Regions from separate parts of the Mus musculus genome. Here regions 1, 2, 4, 5, 6 and 7 are each linked to region 3. Evidence: chromatin contacts called from public Micro-C and promoter capture Hi-C data. All regions are on one chromosome and are shown on one strand. The core of a region is the stretch at or near the end of the contact, and the rest is flanking DNA. Distances in the headings are between cores, read along the strand shown. Region 1 holds the start of Aasdh (aminoadipate-semialdehyde dehydrogenase). Region 2 has its middle 23 kb from the start of Mir7025. Region 3 holds the start of Tmem165 (transmembrane protein 165). Region 4 holds the start of Srp72 (signal recognition particle 72). Region 5 holds the start of Kit (KIT proto-oncogene receptor tyrosine kinase). Region 6 has its middle 140 kb from the start of Mir7025. Region 7 holds the start of Ppat (phosphoribosyl pyrophosphate amidotransferase).

The links. Promoter capture Hi-C pulls out the DNA fragments that hold promoters and counts their contacts. A called contact is a pair of places that touch in the nucleus more often than the background predicts. Capture Hi-C pulls out chosen DNA fragments and counts their contacts.
Region 1: a contact with region 3 is called in a promoter capture Hi-C map of pre-B cells, with 2.8 times the contacts expected there. The contact joins the promoter of Aasdh here to the promoter of Tmem165 in region 3. A contact is called at or near these places in 5 of 39 promoter capture datasets (the 3T3-L1 cell line, the C10 cell line, embryonic stem cells and 1 more) and 2 of 115 datasets of contacts at active chromatin or transcription factors (large pre-B cells and memory CD8 T cells).
Region 2: a contact with region 3 is called in a promoter capture Hi-C map of hippocampal neurons, with 4 times the contacts expected there. The contact joins the enhancer-like site here to the promoter of Tmem165 in region 3. A contact is called at or near these places in 10 of 39 promoter capture datasets (the 3T3-L1 cell line, the HPC-7 cell line, HPC-7-derived erythroid cells and 5 more) and 4 of 115 datasets of contacts at active chromatin or transcription factors (craniofacial prominence, differentiating embryonic stem cells, extraembryonic endoderm stem cells and 1 more).
Region 4: a contact with region 3 is called in a promoter capture Hi-C map of liver, with 2.2 times the contacts expected there. The contact joins the promoter of Srp72 here to the promoter of Tmem165 in region 3. A contact is called at or near these places in 1 of 39 promoter capture datasets (liver) and 1 of 9 other capture datasets (liver).
Region 5: a contact with region 3 is called in a Micro-C map of embryonic stem cells, with 2.2 times the contacts expected there. The contact joins the promoter of Kit here to the promoter of Tmem165 in region 3. A contact is called at or near these places in 1 of 39 promoter capture datasets (frontonasal cranial neural crest), 2 of 484 Hi-C or Micro-C datasets (both in embryonic stem cells) and 4 of 115 datasets of contacts at active chromatin or transcription factors (embryonic forebrain, embryonic stem cells, extraembryonic endoderm stem cells and 1 more).
Region 6: a promoter capture Hi-C map of the HPC-7 cell line shows a contact between it and region 3, with 3 times the contacts expected there. The contact joins the enhancer-like site here to the promoter of Tmem165 in region 3. A contact is called at or near these places in 5 of 39 promoter capture datasets (the HPC-7 cell line, cranial neural crest, hippocampal neurons and 1 more) and 1 of 115 datasets of contacts at active chromatin or transcription factors (bone marrow-derived macrophages).
Region 7: a contact with region 3 is called in a promoter capture Hi-C map of adipose tissue, with 2.7 times the contacts expected there. The contact joins the promoter of Ppat here to the promoter of Tmem165 in region 3. A contact is called at or near these places in 3 of 39 promoter capture datasets (cranial neural crest, liver and pre-B cells), 1 of 484 Hi-C or Micro-C datasets (CD4 T cells), 3 of 115 datasets of contacts at active chromatin or transcription factors (bone marrow-derived macrophages, memory CD8 T cells and thymic regulatory T cells) and 2 of 9 other capture datasets (adipose tissue and liver).

Annotation. Positions count from the first base shown.
Region 1 is chr5:76,904,112-76,906,811 of GRCm38.p6, forward strand. Aasdh (aminoadipate-semialdehyde dehydrogenase) reads right to left here and starts at 1,365. Exons shown (of 16, transcript NM_173765.4): 1 at 1,312-1,365; 2 at 98-269.
Region 2 is chr5:75,198,682-75,201,381 of GRCm38.p6, forward strand. No RefSeq gene overlaps it. Among named protein-coding and RNA genes, the nearest start is that of Mir7025, 23 kb to the left of the region's middle. Within about 2 kb of position 1,295, at least 9 of the 459 cell types and tissues checked have an H3K27ac peak or open chromatin away from gene starts, as enhancers often do. A contact at or near this core is called in the HPC-7 cell line and hippocampal neurons, where this site is marked.
Region 3 is chr5:76,182,619-76,185,318 of GRCm38.p6, forward strand. It overlaps Tmem165 (transmembrane protein 165), which reads left to right and starts at 1,262. Exons shown (of 6, transcript NM_011626.2): 1 at 1,262-1,734. The coding sequence starts at 1,528.
Region 4 is chr5:76,973,365-76,976,064 of GRCm38.p6, forward strand. It overlaps Srp72 (signal recognition particle 72), which reads left to right and starts at 1,337. Exons shown (of 19, transcript NM_025691.1): 1 at 1,337-1,468. The coding sequence starts at 1,360.
Region 5 is chr5:75,573,629-75,576,328 of GRCm38.p6, forward strand. Kit (KIT proto-oncogene receptor tyrosine kinase) reads left to right here and starts at 1,359. Exons shown (of 21, transcript NM_001122733.1): 1 at 1,359-1,490. The coding sequence starts at 1,424.
Region 6 is chr5:75,319,461-75,322,160 of GRCm38.p6, forward strand. No RefSeq gene overlaps it. Among named protein-coding and RNA genes, the nearest start is that of Mir7025, 140 kb to the left of the region's middle. Within about 2 kb of position 1,446, at least 1 of the 459 cell types and tissues checked has an H3K27ac peak or open chromatin away from gene starts, as enhancers often do. A contact at or near this core is called in the HPC-7 cell line, where this site is marked.
Region 7 is chr5:76,950,139-76,952,838 of GRCm38.p6, forward strand. It overlaps Ppat (phosphoribosyl pyrophosphate amidotransferase), which reads right to left and starts at 1,440. Exons shown (of 11, transcript NM_172146.2): 1 at 819-1,440. The coding sequence starts at 946. Paics (phosphoribosylaminoimidazole carboxylase, phosphoribosylaminoribosylaminoimidazole, succinocarboxamide synthetase) reads left to right here and starts at 1,164. Exons shown (of 9, transcript NM_025939.3): 1 at 1,164-1,697. The coding sequence starts at 1,682. It overlaps LOC115486295 (a long non-coding RNA gene), which reads right to left and starts at 812. Exons shown (of 2, transcript XR_003955939.1): 1 at 1-812.

The DNA.
Region 1 (2,700 bases), core at 115-2,614, 720 kb after region 3:
ACAGAATACCCAAATAAATTTTGTTAAGCGCCCAATTTTCCACATTAATGTATTATACATATTTTTACAAAAATCTAGTTTGAACCTGGGGATGTACCTCAGGAGTTAAACCGTCCTTGTTCTTTCAGAAGACACAGATTCCATACCAGCACCCAACTGGGGAGCTCAATACAGTCCATAGTTCCAGTTCTGGCTGATCCCACAGCCTTTGAAGACACCAGGCACGAACATGGTGCACTTACATACATGCAGGTAAAACACTGCTATACCTAAAATTAAAAAAAAAAAAAAAAGTCTGTTTAAAAGCTGCCTTTTCTCTAAAAAGCAAGCACGTGTAACTGCTATTTTCTCACAAGAAAATATAATCTACTAACATAATTCACAGCAGTAGAATAACAAGACTATAACTTAGGTTTTTTTTGTTTGTTTTGTTTTTTCGAGACAGGGTTTCTCTGTAGCCCTTGCTGTCCTGGAACTCACTTTGTAGATCAGGCTGGCCTCGAACTCAGAAATCTGCTTGCCTCTGCCTCCTGAGTGCTGGGATCAAAGGCGTGCGCCAACACGCCCGGCTATAACTTAGTTCTTAAAATGTCATTTTTATAACTAGCTACAAAACTCACCACACAAAATCTATAATTAAGGAGTTTTTCTACTTTGAATTTAAAAGCTCCCAGTGGCAAAATTCAGTCTTGTCCAGATATTCATGTCAGCCATTGAATTTTATGTCTCTGTCCCTGTCTTTGTCCCCCTCCCCTCCCTTCAGACTGACTTGGGCCATCGAGATGGGTCAGTGGAGAAACTAACTTGCCATCACACCAGAAAACCTAAGTGTGATCACGGGACTCACATAATGGAAGGAGAGAACCCACTTCCGAAAGGTCCTTTTTGTTTCTTCACCATGCTGCACGCGCACACACGCACAATTTTAAATTAAAAAAAAAAAAAAGAAAAGGAAAGAAAAACAAGTGAGCCATGAAAAGGGATGACCTAGCAAGCAAATTTCGTGTTATAGCCTTAAGATTAGCAGCTCGGTAATGTACAACTGTAAATAAAGCCATTTAATCACCAACAGATCCTGATCTTAAGGGTTCTCCCTATACTGGGCATTATATATATAGGTAAATTATCCGTCTGCATCTTATACTTCTCACGCAGCCACCTTAATTACAATCACAAAAGCCTCTCGTTGGCTCTCGGAACCACGCTAAGAGGTGGCGCAGCAGGTGACCGAGGTGACCCACACAGCCGCTCCAAGCTGGGGTCCGGCAGCTCACAAAGTCTCCCCGGGTCGCCCGCGCTCTCCCGCCCCACCTTCTCACGACAGCGCGTGGCGTGCACTTCCTAGCCCAGCCGCAGACGCTCAGCAGCCGTAAAACGGACCTCTGCGTCATCTTCGGGCGCCCGTGACGTCACTCCAGCGTCGGGGGGCGGGCTCTCGCCTACGGGGCTCCGCCCAGACGTGGCGCACAGGTCTCCGCCGCGTTTGGCCCAACGGGTTTGGTCCGTGCGGATTCAGCCCTGCCGCTGAAGGTGACGCTTCAGGCAACATGCCTGTGCGTCTGCGTGAATTTGAGTGTTCCGTGTGCCTGCAGGGGCCGATGATTCCCTGGAGCATAGTCCCAGGTGGTTGTGAGCCACCACATGGGTGCTGGAGACCTAGAAGGGACCTCTGGATGGCCAGTGAGCTTCCTTGACAGCAGAGCCATATCTCCGAGACCCGGAGTCTCCTCGTTCCTTAAAGTGCGGGTAGAAATATCCCAAAGGCTGAAGTGAAGTAATCACCGCCTAATTGGCGAGTAAATTTGGCTTATCCCCTCCACACCTTCTGGGAACATACTCAAGATTGGTTGCGACCGTCATGGCAGCGGTGAAGTATGCCAGGGAAGCCCCCTGTCAGAATGAAACTCCTAACTGGCGTTTGCAGCTATTTACAACACTTCCCTATGAGGAAACCCAGGCCTGTCTGAGGTCAACAGCAGTCCCTAAAGCCACTGTATGCCTGGATGTGTGTTTTTCCGATGGCACAATTATTACAATAAATGGGAAGGGTCACCACTGTGGTGAGTTACTGTGCCCTCGCAGAGAGGAAAGATGGGATTTTTGTCTTGGTTCCTGTTGGGGGGAGAGGTGGAAGTGGCTAAGCACTATCTACATACAGTGCCTTAAAAAACAAAGGAGTGTGTCCTTATCTGCTGGAAAACAGAAGCTTGTAAGGGTCCATGAAGAATGACACCCTGGACTCAAATAGTATGTAAACACAAAGTGTGTTTTATTCTGTAGCTCAGCATGGTGGGGTCGTCCCCATTACAAAGACACAGAGTAAAAGCAAATGAGCTCGCAGGCTCCATTGAAAGCACATTGGAATTCCAGGGTAGGAGAGCTTTATCTTACTTATCTCTAGGCATTGTTACTGGGAAGTCTAGAAATCTTTGTAGAGGAAGTCTGGAAACTGTTGCTGACCCATTGTCCTTACCTCAGGCTAGGTGGCCAGGCAGTCTCAGATATCAGGGCAGTTCTGACTAACTGCCTGAAGCCTTTTTTTTTCTTCTTCTTCTAGTAACTGATTTGCCTGACCTTAGGCCTAGTCTCCTAAACTGCTAATTTGAAGCCTGTCATGGAATCAGATCTGCCTTCTCATCTGTCCCTCCAAACAGTGCAGGAAATACCTGTTTGAAAACCACATTTTCCTGTGTACTATGG
Region 2 (2,700 bases), core at 45-2,544, 980 kb before region 3:
GGTTTATGTGCTTCACATTCGACAGCCTCCTGGTATCTCATCAGATAAATTAGTGCAATTAATTAATGCAGATTATTCTCTTAATAATTGGAAAATAGGCCCCCTGTTTCAGAATAACTCCCAATTTCAGATAGCCAAATGACCTCAGAGTGAGACCGCCTACAGATCCAGGCCTGTATCCTTCAGCACAAGGCTGTTCATTGAGTATTGGCTCCACCTTGGTTCAGCCCAGGAAGGAGCTGGATTCCTGGGAATAATAACATGTCTGTCTGAACAGCAGCTACACAGTTCCGTCCTCTAACAGACAGTCCTGTCTAATTTATCTGCTCTAGTGTTTTCGTTTTTTTTTTTAATTAGGGGATTAAAAACTTCTAAAATGTACCATTTACACTTCTTTTGAGTCTTGCAATAAGCTTTTAAATATTCCTACCAAGGCAGGGAAGACATCTCATAGGTGTAGAAACGAAGGACCCCAAGACTAATGTAACGATAGCACTAGGATTAGCAATTCCAAATATATGAATTCCACTATTATTTGCATGATGAGCCAGAAAGAAAGCAAGAGATACTGAGAATATCAGCATGCAGAAGTAGCTTGCCTGGATCCTTTGATTTTTCAAAGACAAGTGATGGACAAGTTCAGCCTGGAGAAACTACTCTATGTGTTTGTAATCAGAGCCTTTCTTTTTCAGGCTGAAATACACCAGGTCTAATAATGGCCATTGTGATTTTAATAGTGGCGTGCTTCATGAAAAGCAACTCAGGAAAATGGCCTACCCTATGAGAATCCATCATAAGCCTGGCAATTTCCCTCAGGATAACAGCAACAGAAATGTTTCATTATCTTCAACTCCAAATACACATAAAGGCTAAATCCAACAGCATATAATGGTAGCAGTGTTTATAATAGAGACAATTGTTTCATCTCATAGGAAAATGTGTGTGAAAGTATATGTGTGTTCTTAATTAGCTGTCTATAGCATCCTGTCCCACCTGGAGACATGAGTAGCACCCACGTCCTAAAGTATAATGGCGATAACTTCCCAACTAAGTTCATATGCCAGTAATGGTCCATCATTCATACAAAGAGGAGGGAGACGTTGAGGACAGATGAGGGGAACATATTTGCTTCCCCTGCCCCAATTCTGGTTTATAGGCTAATTGGAATTTTTAAAAGCTTTGCCACATTAGCCCGGCAGATGGCATTTTGCTTCATCATTGTTCATGGGTATTAATGACTTCCCCCTGGAGCTTGTGCATCCTGTCTGTTTTGAATTTCATCACATTTCACACGAACTGCTCCAAACAGAATCAGAACCAGGCTTTTCTCTGCAGAGACTGGGCTGGAGATTGGTTTGGTCTATGTAAGTTGGAAGCCTGATCAGGATGAAGCTGAAATAAAAGGAGGCTTTTGTGGGCCTGGGCTTGGCTCTTCTGTCGTCTCACGCATGTTTTGTTTAGCTGGCTCTCCCAACGGGCTCCCGGTTGAATCAGGTGTATACAGAGCCACTTCCAGAGTGAATGCATCCTCATGAGTCTGGGATGATCACACCTCTTTTCTTCCTCCCTCAAAAGGCTGTGTTTGGTTTTCCCATGAGAGCACGGTGCTAGGCCAGCCACAGGAAGCCATTTTTAAAATTAATTCTCTCCAAGAATATTTATTATAGAACAGACTCCTCTTTGTGTAGTTGATCTCTAAAATGTGTAGGCCTAAATGAGGAAGCTTGCAGACTTTTTTCCAACCAGCTCATGATCCAAGGGGACCATTACATCACATAGAACAGCAGGATAGAACATCGCGGTTGGAGACCACACGCCTTGCTTGGAGTAATGAGAAGTGTAAGGTAGTGTAAGAACCCAGAGTGCTGCTCGCTGAGTGCTGTTCACTGAGTGCTGCTCGCTGAGTGCTGCTCGCTGAGTGCTGCTCGCTGAGTGCTGCTAGCTGAGTGCTGTTCACTGAGTGCACCCGATGAAGCTGAAGCTTTTCCGCATGTGGGGAATACACATAGGCAAGGGGCCGAGGGCTGGGAGCTGGCAGCTTTGTCTATTTCAGATGCTATCTTTGTTCTAGTTCCGGACAGTTCCAAGGCATCTGCATATCTCTTTCCACACTTATCCCTCCAGGTTTCAACTGTACTGAGCAGGGCATTGGTTTAGGCCCTGGGATTCAGCAATTATTACAGACGATAAAACCGCTGCATTGTGTCTATAGTGCCTCCCCCACAGCACAGGACAGCACTGTTAGAGTTACAAAGGCAGTGTCTCTCTCTGGGGGCAGAGGCTGTCAGGCTTGCTTGCAGCTTATTGTAGAGTCTAGAATTTCTCTTGTAAAAAAGGGATTTTTACGCTAGTGTGTGTGTGGTATGGTGTGTTTGGTGTGTGTGTGTGGTATGGTGTGTGTGTGTGTGTGTGTTGTGGTGTGTGTACATGTGTAGGTATGTGTAAGTGAGTATACTATGTACCTGCAGAGGTCAGAAGTCTTGGATCCACTGATGCTGAGGTTAGAGGCCATTGTGAGCTGCTGAGTGTGACTGGAGCTGAAGTCAAAGGTCATTTTGAGCCACTCAATTGAGTGTGGATGGAAATTGAACTTGGGTCCTCTGCAAGAGCAGAATACACTCTTAACTAATGAGCCATCTCTTTTGCCAAGACCTGTGTGTTACTGAGGATTCTCTAGAGTCACAGAACTTATGGAATGTC
Region 3 (2,700 bases), core at 12-2,511:
CAGCTGTAGCCCTTGAGCCATTTGCTTTTTCTTTGCTTTATGTGGGGTAACTAGAATTTAGCCAGGAGGCCTTTCTCTGAGATGATCATAGACTAGAGAACGCCAGGAAAAAAAATAATAAACCTGGTCCCTAGCAGAACTCAAGGATCCGTGACACCTAACTCTTCTGCCTCCATCTACTGGGCTGCTTCTTTTATTCTCTCCACTTGACACTCCTATCTCCTCTGCAGGCCCTTTTGAGCAAGGCAAATCTTTGCAGAAAAAGGAGGTGGCTGAAGGAGTCTAGACTTCTGATCCCTGTCATGTTGTATTCTGAGGGCTCAGGACATTTACACTCCAGGAATGAACTTGGAGGTACAACAACTGCACCCCAAACTATGTGTAGGAAGCATCTTGGTTATCTCACAATACTGGGAGCATAAATAAGCTATAGCTTGAAGGGTTCTGTAAGGAGCAATGCTGAGTAGGCTAAGGAGAGGTTGCAAGAATGGCTTGTGAAACAGGAGTAGGATTTAGATTAGTGCCTGGCACATGGTTAGCAATTTGTGGTGTGTGTGTGTGTGTGTGTGTGTGTGTGTGCGCGCGCGCGTACGGTATCTCAGCTTTTCTTTAGAAAAAAAAAAAAAAATCCAGCCCTAGTCTAACGCCTAACTAACCATTCTTTCCTGTCTTCTACTTTTGCCTACTCAAGGCCTCCATCCCACAGAAACCCTAACCACTCAACTCCAAACCTTTTCAGGATATCCTATTTCAGGATAAGGCATCCTGAGCCAGGGCAGTGATGACTTTTGGTCTGCGGCTATTCAACAATGTTTTAAAATCAAGCTTGGACGTTCTCATCTTTTACTTCCGAATCTTACTTCAGAACCTTCAAAAAACCCCAGCATATGGACCCCCAAAGAACATTCTGTGTAGGCGGTCCAGGGACGTGGTGAGGGTGGGTGGATCGTAACTTAAAGGTGTGGCAGTTCCTGCCACGTAGGTAGCGGGGCTGGGACTCACTTGACATTTAATAGAAGTGGAGGTGGCGGCGGCTTAGGCCTTAAAGACCTAAGGCTCTTGAGGAAGTACTGGTAGGAGCCTGGCAGCCTGACCTCTCCAGGGCCAATAAGGGGGTCTCTGGTGGGACCCGAGAGGACGCAGGGAGAGTCCATCAAGCAGCTCCAGCTACCTGGCCCGGCGCGCCGGGTCCAATAGGACCAGTGAGCGAGCCGCACCTCAACCTGCCGGAAACGTCACGACGCCGGGCTGACGTCGGGCCAATGGGAGGTCGTGTTGGCCAGGGGGCGGGCCGGAGGAGTTGGGCCGCGGAGGCAGTTGGAGGAGTGTGTGGCTTCTGCTGCCCAGCTGCTCCGGAGCTCCCGCCGCCGGTCCGTCCCGGTCCGGTCCCCGCGTCCCGCGTGCTGCAGGGCTGCCCCCTGAGCGGCAGCCAGGCCTGACGGAGGCGCCTGCCGGCACGCCGGGCTCGACGCTTCCCTTCGCCTGCACTTCTTCCTGCCGCAGCGCGGTGCCGGCTGGGCGGGCGGGATGGCGGCCGCGGCCCGGGGGAGCGGCCGGGCGCCGACGCGAAGGCTGCTCGTGCTCTTGCTGCTTCAGTTGCTCTGGGCCCCGGCCGGGGTCCGCGCCGGCCCGGAGGAAGACCTGAGCCATCGGAACCAGGAGCCGCCGGCGCCCGCCCAGCAGCTGCAGCCGCAGCCCGCGGCGGTGCAGGGCCTCGAGCCGGCCCGGGCCGAGGTGAGAGCCCGGGCTGGTGGGGATGGGGCGGGCTGAGGCCGCGGAGCCCGCAGTCGGGTACCAGGCTCCCGCGCTGGCGGCGCCGCCCTCTTTCCGAAGAGGCTGGGGGAGGGGAGCCGGCCCCTGCTCCGCTCGCTGGGAGGAGGGTGACAAGACGGCTTTCTTAGGCGCGGCCTGGCCTGGCCTGGCTGCTTGGGGGAAGGGAAAGTGAGGGCCCCAACCGGGGCTCCCCAGAGGTCCTCTAGATCCCTGGTACCGACAGGCTTGCTCTGGATTCTGCCTTCTGCTGATCACATGGGCCATACTGAAAAGACTGGAAATCATCATCCCAAGTAGAAAGTTTTTAGTACAGAGCCGCTGGGAGACTTGTCTCTCTCGAAGTAGCATCACATTGTTGGAAGTATCAGCCATTGTTGAAGCAACCCAACCAGAGATGCTCACCCGAATTCAGCTCGGCACACCCTGTGGTTCTTGCCAGATACAGTGTCTAGAGATTATGCGTTGCCACCCTCCCTTAAAAAAAAAAAAAAAACAAAAAAACGTGTTTTGGCATGAAGGAAGTTGCCCTTGAATGCAGAGACTTGTGCCCAAAGGTAGAGCGCTCTATAGTGAGGGATTCCAAAACTCCATTTATAGGTAAACTAGAGCCTCATAAGTTTCTTTAACCATTACCAGATAGATAGAAATTAACCTTTTAATCTATGTTCGTAGAATTTCTCCTTTCTATGTTACTTTCCTCTGAGTTGGACTCTCTATTTCCAATTTTGACTCCTACATTCTGGAGTTTTTTTAGTCTCTTAGTAGGGTCCATTTTGGCATTCCCTTTCCTACTTCTGTCTTTATCTGCCCTCCAAGAGAATGGCTGTCCTGACTTGAGTACAGATCAGGGTGACCGCAGGATAGATATTCATTTTCCCATCACCATGCCGTTCCAGCTAAACCCCAGGTCTTTTAGGGACCCACCAC
Region 4 (2,700 bases), core at 87-2,586, 790 kb after region 3:
TAACCCCCCTGGCGGGGTCACAGCTGTAGGAGATGGTGCCTAGCGTGAGTGTACTTTTTAAAAACTTGACATTTTGTCTGTGGCTTCTCCAGCTTCTTCCTTCCCAGTAACCATTAGGTGAGCGGCTTAGGGCCACTACGACATGATTTCCATCATGATGAAGCACCTCACTGAGGTTCCAAAGCAACAAAGCCAACCTACTGTGGCTGAAATCTATGAAATCATGACCCAAAAGAAACTCTTTTAAGTTCAGTCTGATGTATCATACTGACCACACATATGACAATCAGCTAGCGTTTCAGCACTTGACTCAGGCAAGAAACAGGAAGTAGATAGGTGGTTTAAAACCTAAGTAGCAACATTAAGAGAACATTAGGTTGAGTCTAGGGGAAGTGAAGGAAGGTTTGGTTCAGGTCTCCCAGGTAGTAAGCAAAGTAAATAAGGTCTCTGGTCTTAGGACTATAGGTCGTTCAAAGAGAGGGGACTTAAGGATCAATACTCAGGAATAGAGAGCCTTGTAGATGGTGTAATCTTGTAGAGGGTGTAGCTGAATGCTAAGACCACTTACATAGTATGCACGGGTCTTCTCCACAAGGAAGTCGAGCCTTGGAAGCAGAATGTGTACTGGCTAGGCTGCAAGAACAGGTTTCCTTAAAGTACATTAAGGAAGGCCTCCAGGACGTAGTTTATTGTATGACATCTACCTAAGTCAATATACTCACCTCAGAACCTGGTCCTTCTCATCTCCTCGGGCTTCCAGCCCACACTGCTCCTGAAACTAGATCTCAAAGGGAGGTTAAACAGTGCCGTTCACTGTATTTTTGTCAGTCCCAGACCTATCTTCACTTCTAGATTTAGTCCCAGGTTCTAATCACCGCTCGTGTCCTAAAATGGCAATCCCGAAGCACCCATGAGCAGCTGTGGCTCTACCTGCCGCCTTCAAGAGCCTCTCTACGGTTCCTTAAATTAGGTACCCCTCCTACCACCCGAAGAACCGGGAGTTTTCTCTCCCAAAGACTGTCGCCCGGCCACAGTCGGAGCACAGGGGTCTCCCCAGAATGCCGGCGGCTTGGGGCTAACAGTTTCGGCGAGCGCCTTCTGAATCTGACCCCTCCTACCTCCAGTCACCTTTGGATTAGGAGTAAGGGCGTCAGGCAAACAAATGTCTTGCCGCAAGACAGAAAAAATTAAAAACCGATTTCTGACGCTAGCTCTGGGACAGACCAGCTCGCGACTCCCGGCCGCCTAGCAACCATCAACTTCCTCCTTCGCCGAGCCAACTTCGAGATCCTCTTCCGGGGCAGAGGTCGCCCTGCTCCTCCCACCCCCCTCCCCCACCTCACCCCCACCTCCTCCAAGATGGCGAGCGGCGGCAGTGGTGGGGTGTCAGTCCCTGCGCTGTGGAGTGAGGTGAACCGTTATGGGCAGAACAGCGACTTCACGCGTGCCCTCAAGACTGTCAACAAGAGTAAGTGTCCCGGCGGCCCGGGTTGTCGGGAGGAGGACATCTCCTGGGTCGAGCGTGCGACCCCTCGGCACAGCGCGGAGGGGGATCGCTGCGTCCTCAGGCTCGGCCCCAAGCCCGGGGGCGGGTCGCTGTCCCACGGCCACCGGCGGCCCGAGCTCGGTCGCTTAAGGCCACGTGTACTTCCCTCTGTCCCCGCGAGACCGGGCGCGAGGGGGAGGGGGGACTTAAAGAGACCATGGCGTCCGGAACCGCTTCCCAAAATGTTTTTCGTGTCGTCTCCGCGGCGGGATTTTGCAAAGATGTCAGATTGACTTTTCTTCGTTCATCTTGAGTGAAGGGATCAGGACAGTGTCATGGAGGAAACTTGTTGACTGGGGCTGGGGCCGGGGAAGGAAACCTGTCTGGACACGTAGCATCCGCTCTGTTGCAGACAAGGTGGAAGCGTTGCAGATTGGAAAGGTGTGAATATCAAGTCGTTATTCATTTCCACGCACAAAGTCTTCCCCGTAGTGTTTAGCCAGAGAGTGAGTGAGTGAGCGTCCCAACATTTAAAATAACGTAAGGAAACTAACCTGCATTTTTAGCCCCCATAAGTTATAATTTCAAATTTTAGTTGCCTTCAGTATGAGATTCCATAAGTTGTTATTCATCACTATGTGCCTGTAATATGGCCGTGCTATATTTTGTACAGTAGATACACCTGTGTGTGTCAGGTTTGGTGATGTAACTATGAAACCCTTCAGCTGTACAAAGCCCCAGTTACATAAAGGCTATCACAGTAATATACACTTTAAACCTTCGGGTTCCTGAGTTCCTATAAAAGTAGTGACAGTGGCCACAGTGCATTAAGGAAGACAGCTACTAATTAGAATTGATGATTGCCAAACTTACTTGAATTCACTTTAGCCCTTCAGTGGGCCTACAACCAATATTTAGTATCGGTATAAAACTCTGTAGCACTTCTTTGATCAGCCAAGACTGTCCCTTCAGCCCTGTCTATTAATTTCTAGAAGTCCCTTCGACGACTCGTAAAGTGAGAATTGGATTCCTGTGGTTGACTAGGAGCGAGGGGAACCATGGTCCTAGTCATTTTGACACTTGACACGCTGTTGGCATAGAGCCGTGGCCGCCTGAGTTCTTTGTATTTCCCTTTGATCTCTTTATGGGAAAGGGAAATTTTGAATATTTCTTTAGAACACTCTAAAGATAAATCATGTCTACATTGTACTTTT
Region 5 (2,700 bases), core at 109-2,608, 610 kb before region 3:
CCCGGATACTATAAAAACCCAGATTGTTACTGTCCACCCCCGGATAGCCACAGTGACTGTGAAATGTCCCTAGGTAGAAATTGTCTTAAGAGAATTACTTTAGGAGTTGGAGAGTTGGGTCAATTAGTTAAGAACAAGAAAGTTGGCGCATGACTTTAATCCCAGCACTTGGGAGGCAGAGGCAGGCGAATTTCTGAGTTCGAGGCAGCCTGGTCTACAAAGTGAGTTCCAGGACAGCCAGTAACCCTGTCTCGAAACAAACAAACAAACAAACAAAGAAACAAACAAAGAACAAGAGTAGTTGGGCTCCAGGCACCCACAAGATGATACACAAGCATCCGTAACTCTAGTTTCAGGAGATCTGACATCCTTCTGACCTCCCTGGGCACTAGTCACACACGTGGCACACACACATATTCATGTAAGTAAAACACTCATACACATTAAAAAAAAACTTTAAAAGGAAATTATTTTGCTTTTATCTTGCTCCTAAGGCAGACCACAGTCGGATCGAGTTGGGGAAAGGGGGACTCAGAGGGGATGGGGCGGGGGGGGGGTGTTGAGGGTGAGATTAAAAAAATAATTAACACAAGAGAAAAGGCACCCAAATGCAAATAGGTTTTAAAAACCGAGTTTCAAAGCTAACTCCTTCACAGGATGCCTCTGTAGTCCACTGGCCCAGTTTCCACAAGTCTCAGCAGGAGCTTGGCTGGGTGGAGGTCCACGCTGGCCAATAGAAATCAGCTGTATTCTTACAGGTTTCGCAGCAGGTGGAGAAACTGAGCATGAAAAATTACTTAAACGTGGGCTCGGTCTTTTACTGAGGTCAGGGGTGCCACGATCCGTCCTCCTCTACCAACAGGAACAGAAATAAATGTTGGGGACCCAGTTTCCTAATCCCTTCGCCCGGCAATCCCGACTAGTAACACCTCCACCATAAGCCGAATATATTCTCCCCGCTCCGGAGCTTGCTGGAGGGACCGGTGGTTGTCCTTTATTGTCTAGGGAGCACCTGCCAGGTGGCTGGCCCGTACCTAATGCGCTCGTGGCGCTGGGCTTCACAAAGCGCGGGCAGCACCTGCGTGGCCAGCCAGCCGCCTGGACTGAAGGACCACCGATGGAGGGAGAGTGCTAGGAGGAAGAGGATCCAGGGTGGAGGGCCTGTGGGGGCTCCTGGTCTTAGAGGGCACAGCGCCCCCGGGATCAGCTTATTGCAGCCCGAGAGCCCCGGGCACTAGGCAGCGGGAGGGAGTGCGACCCGGGCGGGAGAAGGGAGGGGCGTGGCCACGAGCTGGGAGGAGGGCTGGAGGAGGGGCTGTCGCGCGCCGCTAGTGGCTCTGGGGGCTCGGCTTTGCCGCGCTCGGTGCACTTGGGCGAGAGCTGTAGCAGAGAGAGGAGCTCAGAGTCTAGCGCAGCCACCGCGATGAGAGGCGCTCGCGGCGCCTGGGATCTGCTCTGCGTCCTGTTGGTCCTGCTCCGTGGCCAGACAGGTGGGAAAGAGCGGCAGACAAGAGGACTGCACCCTCTGTGGGCGCAGCCCGGGTCCGGGAGGGGTGCCACCTGGGTGCGTCCGGAGTGGTAGCTGTTGGCTTTTCCCATGCCTACCACCTCGAAGGTGGTAGGCGGCCGCGGGACTCTGGTGGCCCGCCTCGCTCACCTGAGCTGAGAGACCTCAGCCCGGGTGGTGGAGACCCGGGGCCGAGGGTCTTCTGGGAACCCAGGCAGCGAGCTGCAGGCTGCGGGCGAGTTTGGTGATGCTTTTGTGCCGACTGCGCGCGGGTGGCAGGGGCGGGCGGCCTCGGGCTTCGCACCGAGAGCGTCCTCTCTCCGAGCGAGGTGCGGCCACGGCTTCCTTTTTGTTAAAAGTTGCGCGTGGGTGACCGACGCCTGGGACAACCAGCCCACGGGTCCCGGACACACGCCGGGCAAAGTTGGAGAGCCTTTTCTTGCGGCCGCTGCTTCCCCACCTCGGGCGCTCTTTGTGCACAGTGCTGGGGACGCAACTGCAGCCGCTCTCATCGTGCGCGGCGCCACCCGAGGAGACGAATCTCGGGCTTGCTTGCCCCCACCCAACTCCGTTTTTTGCACGGGGAGCACGCGGCGTGAGGCTCTGGGGCGGGACCCCACGAGCCTGTAGGTGGCGGCTATGGGGACAACTTGAGCCGGGCGTGTGGCGAGCAGCCGCTAGGTTGCAGACTTTTTCCTTTTGTAAATCTCGTGCTAGGGGCTCGCCCCTCTCTGCAGCCGCACGGTGTTCGTTGCTGCCACGCGCCAGGGAGCTGCTGTAGCCTACGTTGGTCGCCAGCTTCTGGGAATCAGGGACTGCGTGCGGGGACGCAGCTGTTCTTGCCACCTCGTGCGCGCTGGACCAGGACCGAGTCAGTTCTCCCCAGCTTTGGAAACCTCTGGTTTCAGTGTATGCGACTTGTAATCGCAGGTGGCCGTTTTTTTTTTTTTTTTTTTTTTTTGGAGGGGAATCCCGAGATCCAGAAACCCTCTCCCACGTGATAGCCATACTCAGGGCTGCCTGGGGAGGCTAGGGGGTGGGGGAGAAGGGGTAAGCTTTCTGCAAATAGCATTTGTTTCTTCAAGCTGTTGGGAAAATCTTGTTACCTTTTGCAGGGTAACTTGGGTCTCAAGATCTTAAGGTTCCGGAGCTCCTCAGCCCTGCCCCTTTTTTTGCCAGGTGTCGCTGGTGCA
Region 6 (2,700 bases), core at 196-2,695, 860 kb before region 3:
GTCTATAAACATAATATAATGTTCCCAAATAAAGATTTTAAAATAGCATACACCATGTGGTAGACCAGTTGTTCTCATAACTTCAGTTCCTCACTTCTCTGTACCCTTCTCCTTTACCATGGGATTTCTAGGGCCTCTTCTTACCCAATAGGTGTCTTTACACTCAAGCATGGGACTTACTATGGCCAGTGAGCTATTAGCAAATGAGATGAAAACAGACTTGAAAAGAGCTTGGGAACCTAAGCTTGTCCTTATCTTTGTTAGTGATATAGATAGGACTACAGATGACTTTGCTAGAGGACAAAAACCACTCAGAGAATTGAGCAGCTATCCTAGTCTCTCATTGAAGGTTATTCATACCTGCTAACTGACAGCCACCTCTGGATGAATGACCCTAGAGATGGCCAGTAGAATTACCCAGCTGAGCCCAGCCAAGGCTGCCTAACCTACCTATCTGAGAGTTAAAGGTTTACAGTTGTGCATGGTGGAGTTTCATAGCTGTTTGTTGTGGAGCATTACTGTAGCAATAGATAATGACTAACTAGGAGATTGCACTCATCAATGGTGCTCATAACAGTTATCATTGCAATAAAATAGGTATGTATTTATTTCAAAGAATGTGTCACTTGTTAATCTCAAATGATACTCTTTAACCTATCTTCACAGTTCACATTGTGCTGAACACCATAGCAGAAGATATTTCTGAGTAAAGGGATTATATGATTGATTAATAAATCTAATAGTGGAATGTCACAGGAGCTGGATCTGCCCAGGAGTCTTCTACCAAGAAGACTTAGACTCAGCCAGTCAAGAACCACCTTCACTAGAACTGTTTCCAGGTTGTTGACCTCCCCGCATCATTCCAAAATGAGAACCCTGCTTCCTGCCCAGTCTTCTGGACCTACCTCAATTTTCATAAAAGTTCCTGTAGGATGTCATTTTTGAATAATTAGAGTTGACATTTTGCTTGCAAGCAAAATAGAGGCCCTTTCCTCAGGAAACCACAATGACATTAATATCCTCTGAGTACATACCGCCCTCCAAATAACCCGATTTGTTTCCCTTAAATTTGCATTTTCATTTGATCATTAAAGATGAGTTTTTCCTTGGAATGGGAAACCCATGGCTGTCTTGATTAGCTTGGCCCATTGGTTATCATGGAAAGTTCCTGTGGCCGTATGCTCATTGGACATCCCATTTCCTGGGGCTACTAGTTACTTAACCAAATCCTACCTCTAAGACTAAGTGCTTGCCATCAATAACTGCATGGAAATAGCAAAGTAGGGGGAGGGGGAGGGGAGAAGCTCTGGTTATGGGTTTAAAAACATCCATCATCTTTATAGTTATATTGTGTGCCGCAGTTAGGGATTGGAATACTGGGGGGAAACCTTGAAAACTACTCACAGGCACCAATAAATCTCTATTAGACAGATTTGAAATCCTCTGAGTCATCCTGATAATGGGGTTTGTAAGCTTGTCAGTGTGTTCATCATCAAGCTTGAAGTCATGTAAATTTCACGTGTCTCAGAAATATCTCAATGTTTAAGCTTGTGAGCCTGAGAGAAGGGCAGTTTATAGGGATACCTGCTATATGCTGGTCAGTGTTTTGGATGCTGGAAGGAGACCGATAATTAAAACCAGAATTTATCTATCTATCTATCTATCTATCTATCTATCTATCTATCTATCTCTCTATCTATCTATCTATCTAAAGACTGGTCTCTCTACATAGGCCTGGCTGTTCTAGAATTCATCATGTAAACTAAGGTAGCCTCAAAGAAACAGGGATCCACCTGCCTCTGCCTCCTGAGCTATGGGATTAGAGATGTGGACCATCACATTGATCTGATGACTTGATTTTTTTTCCATTCTAAGGACTTTGCCTGCCATTATCTCACCTATTTGTCTCTGTAACCTCAAAGATGGGGCTTCTTCTATATCTTCAGATTTCCCTGGTTCTTCGATGGTTCTATTGGCATGTGTATCTTCTATTGCTTTCTCTTTTAGTTTGGGGGCTTGCATTTGGTATAGATAGATACTTGGGTTTTTTTTTTTATTGTTTGTTTGCTTTTAAATACCCGTGGAATGAATGTAGAAACAGTGGCAATTTTAAAATGCTTCAGAATGCATGGTGAGTTGATTTGCTAGAATTCTCTGAAGGCTTGTGATTGTATGCACACATCCCAGGCTGCTTGTTCAAATGTGATCACCTGTGTATATTTAAGAACATAAGCACTTTCTCAGCTAAGACTCTTAGGTTGGCTTACATCAAAATTTAGTTCCATTTCCTCCATAACTGAAGGCTTGGCTTAAAGCTTAAATACTTCAGCTCAAAGTACTTTAGTTTATACCATCAAAATAGTAGATTAAATATGCTTACTTCAATTCCGGGTATCACAAAACGGAACTTCCAATCTATTTTAATGAATGTGTCATGTTATTCTCTCCTTGAGAAGTGATGAGTAGGGAAGTTTAAGATAATCTATTTTAGCTAGAGAAACAAAATATTTCCGAATGCTTTTCAAATAAGATTTGCTTTATTGAATGTATCATTAATCTTAAAATCATATAAAATACAGAGAAATAAAATTTAAAAAACCCAACAGACTTTCTCCCTCTTGGTTCATTTGAGTGCTTTTCAAATGTACATGTTATCTGTTAGATGTAGACATTTATTTTTCTGAAATAGTATGAACACTC
Region 7 (2,700 bases), core at 190-2,689, 770 kb after region 3:
CTAAGTCTGGTAAGAATAATCATTAGTGATGCATGTAGCACCCACATTGATAAAAAGGGTTACTGCCCAGCTCTGGTCTAGACATTGTTGCTACTGTATTGTAAAACTCCGTGATAGAATAGTTTTTGAAGAGAGACAAAACCCTAGTTTGTATTATTTCCATAATACTGTCAGTGAAGTCAAGAAACAAATTATGGAGGCAAAGGTCTTTTTTTCTTTGTTTGCCCCAAAGGCATCTCCCAATTTCTCATAGCTATAACTACTTTTAAACTCACGATCTCCAAACCTCTAACTGCTTTCAGGCTGACAAATCTGCTCAGTAGCTCTGCCCTTGCAAACAAAGCTCTTGCAAGCAGGAGGCCCCGTGCAAAACAACAACAAATAGAAAAACCTTCAAGTGTTGCAGGACCTTCAGCACCACCACCCTACAGAAGCTTATCTCTAGAACAGTTCTAGTTTCAAGGAGATCTGAACGGTCCCTTCCCAACCTGGCTAGTGAAAGCAAACTCCAGAGTAACTAACCCGCGACGAGAGATGCACATTCTTGGGAGCTAACCTGTAAAGAGCACTCGGGAGCAACGCGACAGCCTAAGTTAAAGTCTATGCAGGCAAAGTGTACCCCACCCCCACTTGGTCAATATCCTGAGTAGGTACTTGACTTGATTCTCGAGATTCACCCTCCTAGCCCTGATCCCCCCTTCCCAGTCATGATCCACCCTCATTGTCTTGCGTTCCCCGTAGCACAGAGCTGGGAAGCGGCTCGTGGAACTGTGCAAATACTTGCCATTCCACCCCCACCCCTCCATCCTGTTGCTCACCGGTGCTGTAGCCCCACGAGTCCCAGAGTGATCACATGCGGCACATCTAGCTGCGTGGGCCAGTCTCCAGAAGCGATGCACCCAAACACACCACATTCCTCGCGGATCCCCAACTCCTCCAGCTCCATGGCGCCTCGGAAAGCACGTGGAGGGACCTGCTGCCGCGGCGTGGTCCAAGCACCAACCAGCTGTCCGCTCCGCTATCGAACGCCTCAAGAGGCTCGCGCTACTGACTGCCTCCTTCCCGGGCGGGCTAGGTTCTCGCTACTGCGGCGGCGCGCTTCATAGAAGGGGCGTGACCAGTTCTGCCTCCCGCTCTCCGCCAATCAGCTAGGGCAAAGAGAGGGGCGGGGCTACGGAGTCAAAGAGGTGGGGAGGAGGCCGAGGTCAGGATCGCTACTTTCTCTGCACGTGGGAGGCTCCGTTATTTTCCCGCGCCCAAGGAGTAGGTGATGAGAGTGGCGCAGCTGATCGCGTGGGTCCCTCAGAAAACCTGAGCCGTTCGTGCCCCCTGGTCTCACGCCGTCCCCCGGCCGTCAGGACTTGGTCCGCTCCAACCCAGAAACCTCTCCGGCCAGCGGGGGCCTTGCAGCATGCGCGCCACTTTTTGGCTGCCTGCGGGGAGGGGCCGCCCGGAAGCGGGGTCGCGTCAGCGCGCCTGCGCGGCGGGAAGCCTGGGGACACGACTCCAGCCCCAAGCACAGCCAGCCCGGTACTTCGGGTTCGCCGGTGGGCTGTGGGGCTAGGGCGTGTCCTTGATATTGCACCTCCCTTTCCCGCCCTCTGATCCTGTGGTCGCCCTTGTTTTCCAGAACACTGCCCTTTTTTCCCGCGCGGTCTGCTCCTCTAGTTCACCTCGGATAATGGCGACAGCCGTAGGTGAGTAACTTGCTTTCGGACCCTAGGGTCCCCCAGCCCTCCGTCAGAGAGCTAGCAGGCTTGACGCATACACGTGCGGCCCCGAGGTCGGATGCAGGCCTTCCGACAAAGTGCCTGATCGGGTTCCCCAAGACGGCGCCTGGGGCCCGGAGCCTGCACACATGGTCCAGGCGCTGGAAGACGTGCGTTAAACTCTTAAGCACCCAGAGCCTATTTAAATAGCCAAAAGAAGGCCCCGGGACGGGAAGGAAAGTAGCAGAGTGGGAAAGTACTCTGAAGGTGAAATGGCCAGAAACTAACCAAGTGCCTAGAAACCTTGTAATAAGCAGATAAACAACCAAGAAAATCTATCAGGGTTTTTGTTTATTCTGGTAAAGTTAATATGCCAATAATCTCCTTTACTGCAAGTTTCGTAGTTTAAAGTGTTTGAAAACAGGTCCAAAATTTTTTGATCAGATGCTTCTTTGCAATCCCTGGAATTTGGGATTGTGGGCGTGGGCTAGTAACACCCTTAGGATATGGGTGTGGAGAGTGCAAAGTTACTTTATCCACTAACAAAACACTGTCTTGGAACAACACAAGTTTCTAGATTAATAAGGAAGCAGATCCTGTGGGCACTCCAACATTCTTTCCCACCTATGAAAACCACCCTGAAGTTTATAGGTAGTACAGCTCCATAAAATTGGGAATTAGGGCCAGACTTTTTCTGAGACAATCCACAGCGCCAGTACTTCTAAACTAGTAAAAATCTTAGAATCTAACCTCTTCCCCACATCTGATGTGGCCCTGTGCTGACAAGGGTCCGAAGAAGGTGTTCATATCTATAGTTTAATTTTGAATGGCTGTAAACTACCCTATAGATTCTGGGAACTGGACCTGGGTGCACTGTAAAACATCGGAGTGTTCTTAATTGCTGAGCAATCTCTCTGGCTTCTATTTTACTTTGTTGGTTTTGTATCCGTGGTTGTGTGCACTTGAGTACAGATGCACAGAAGCCAGGGCC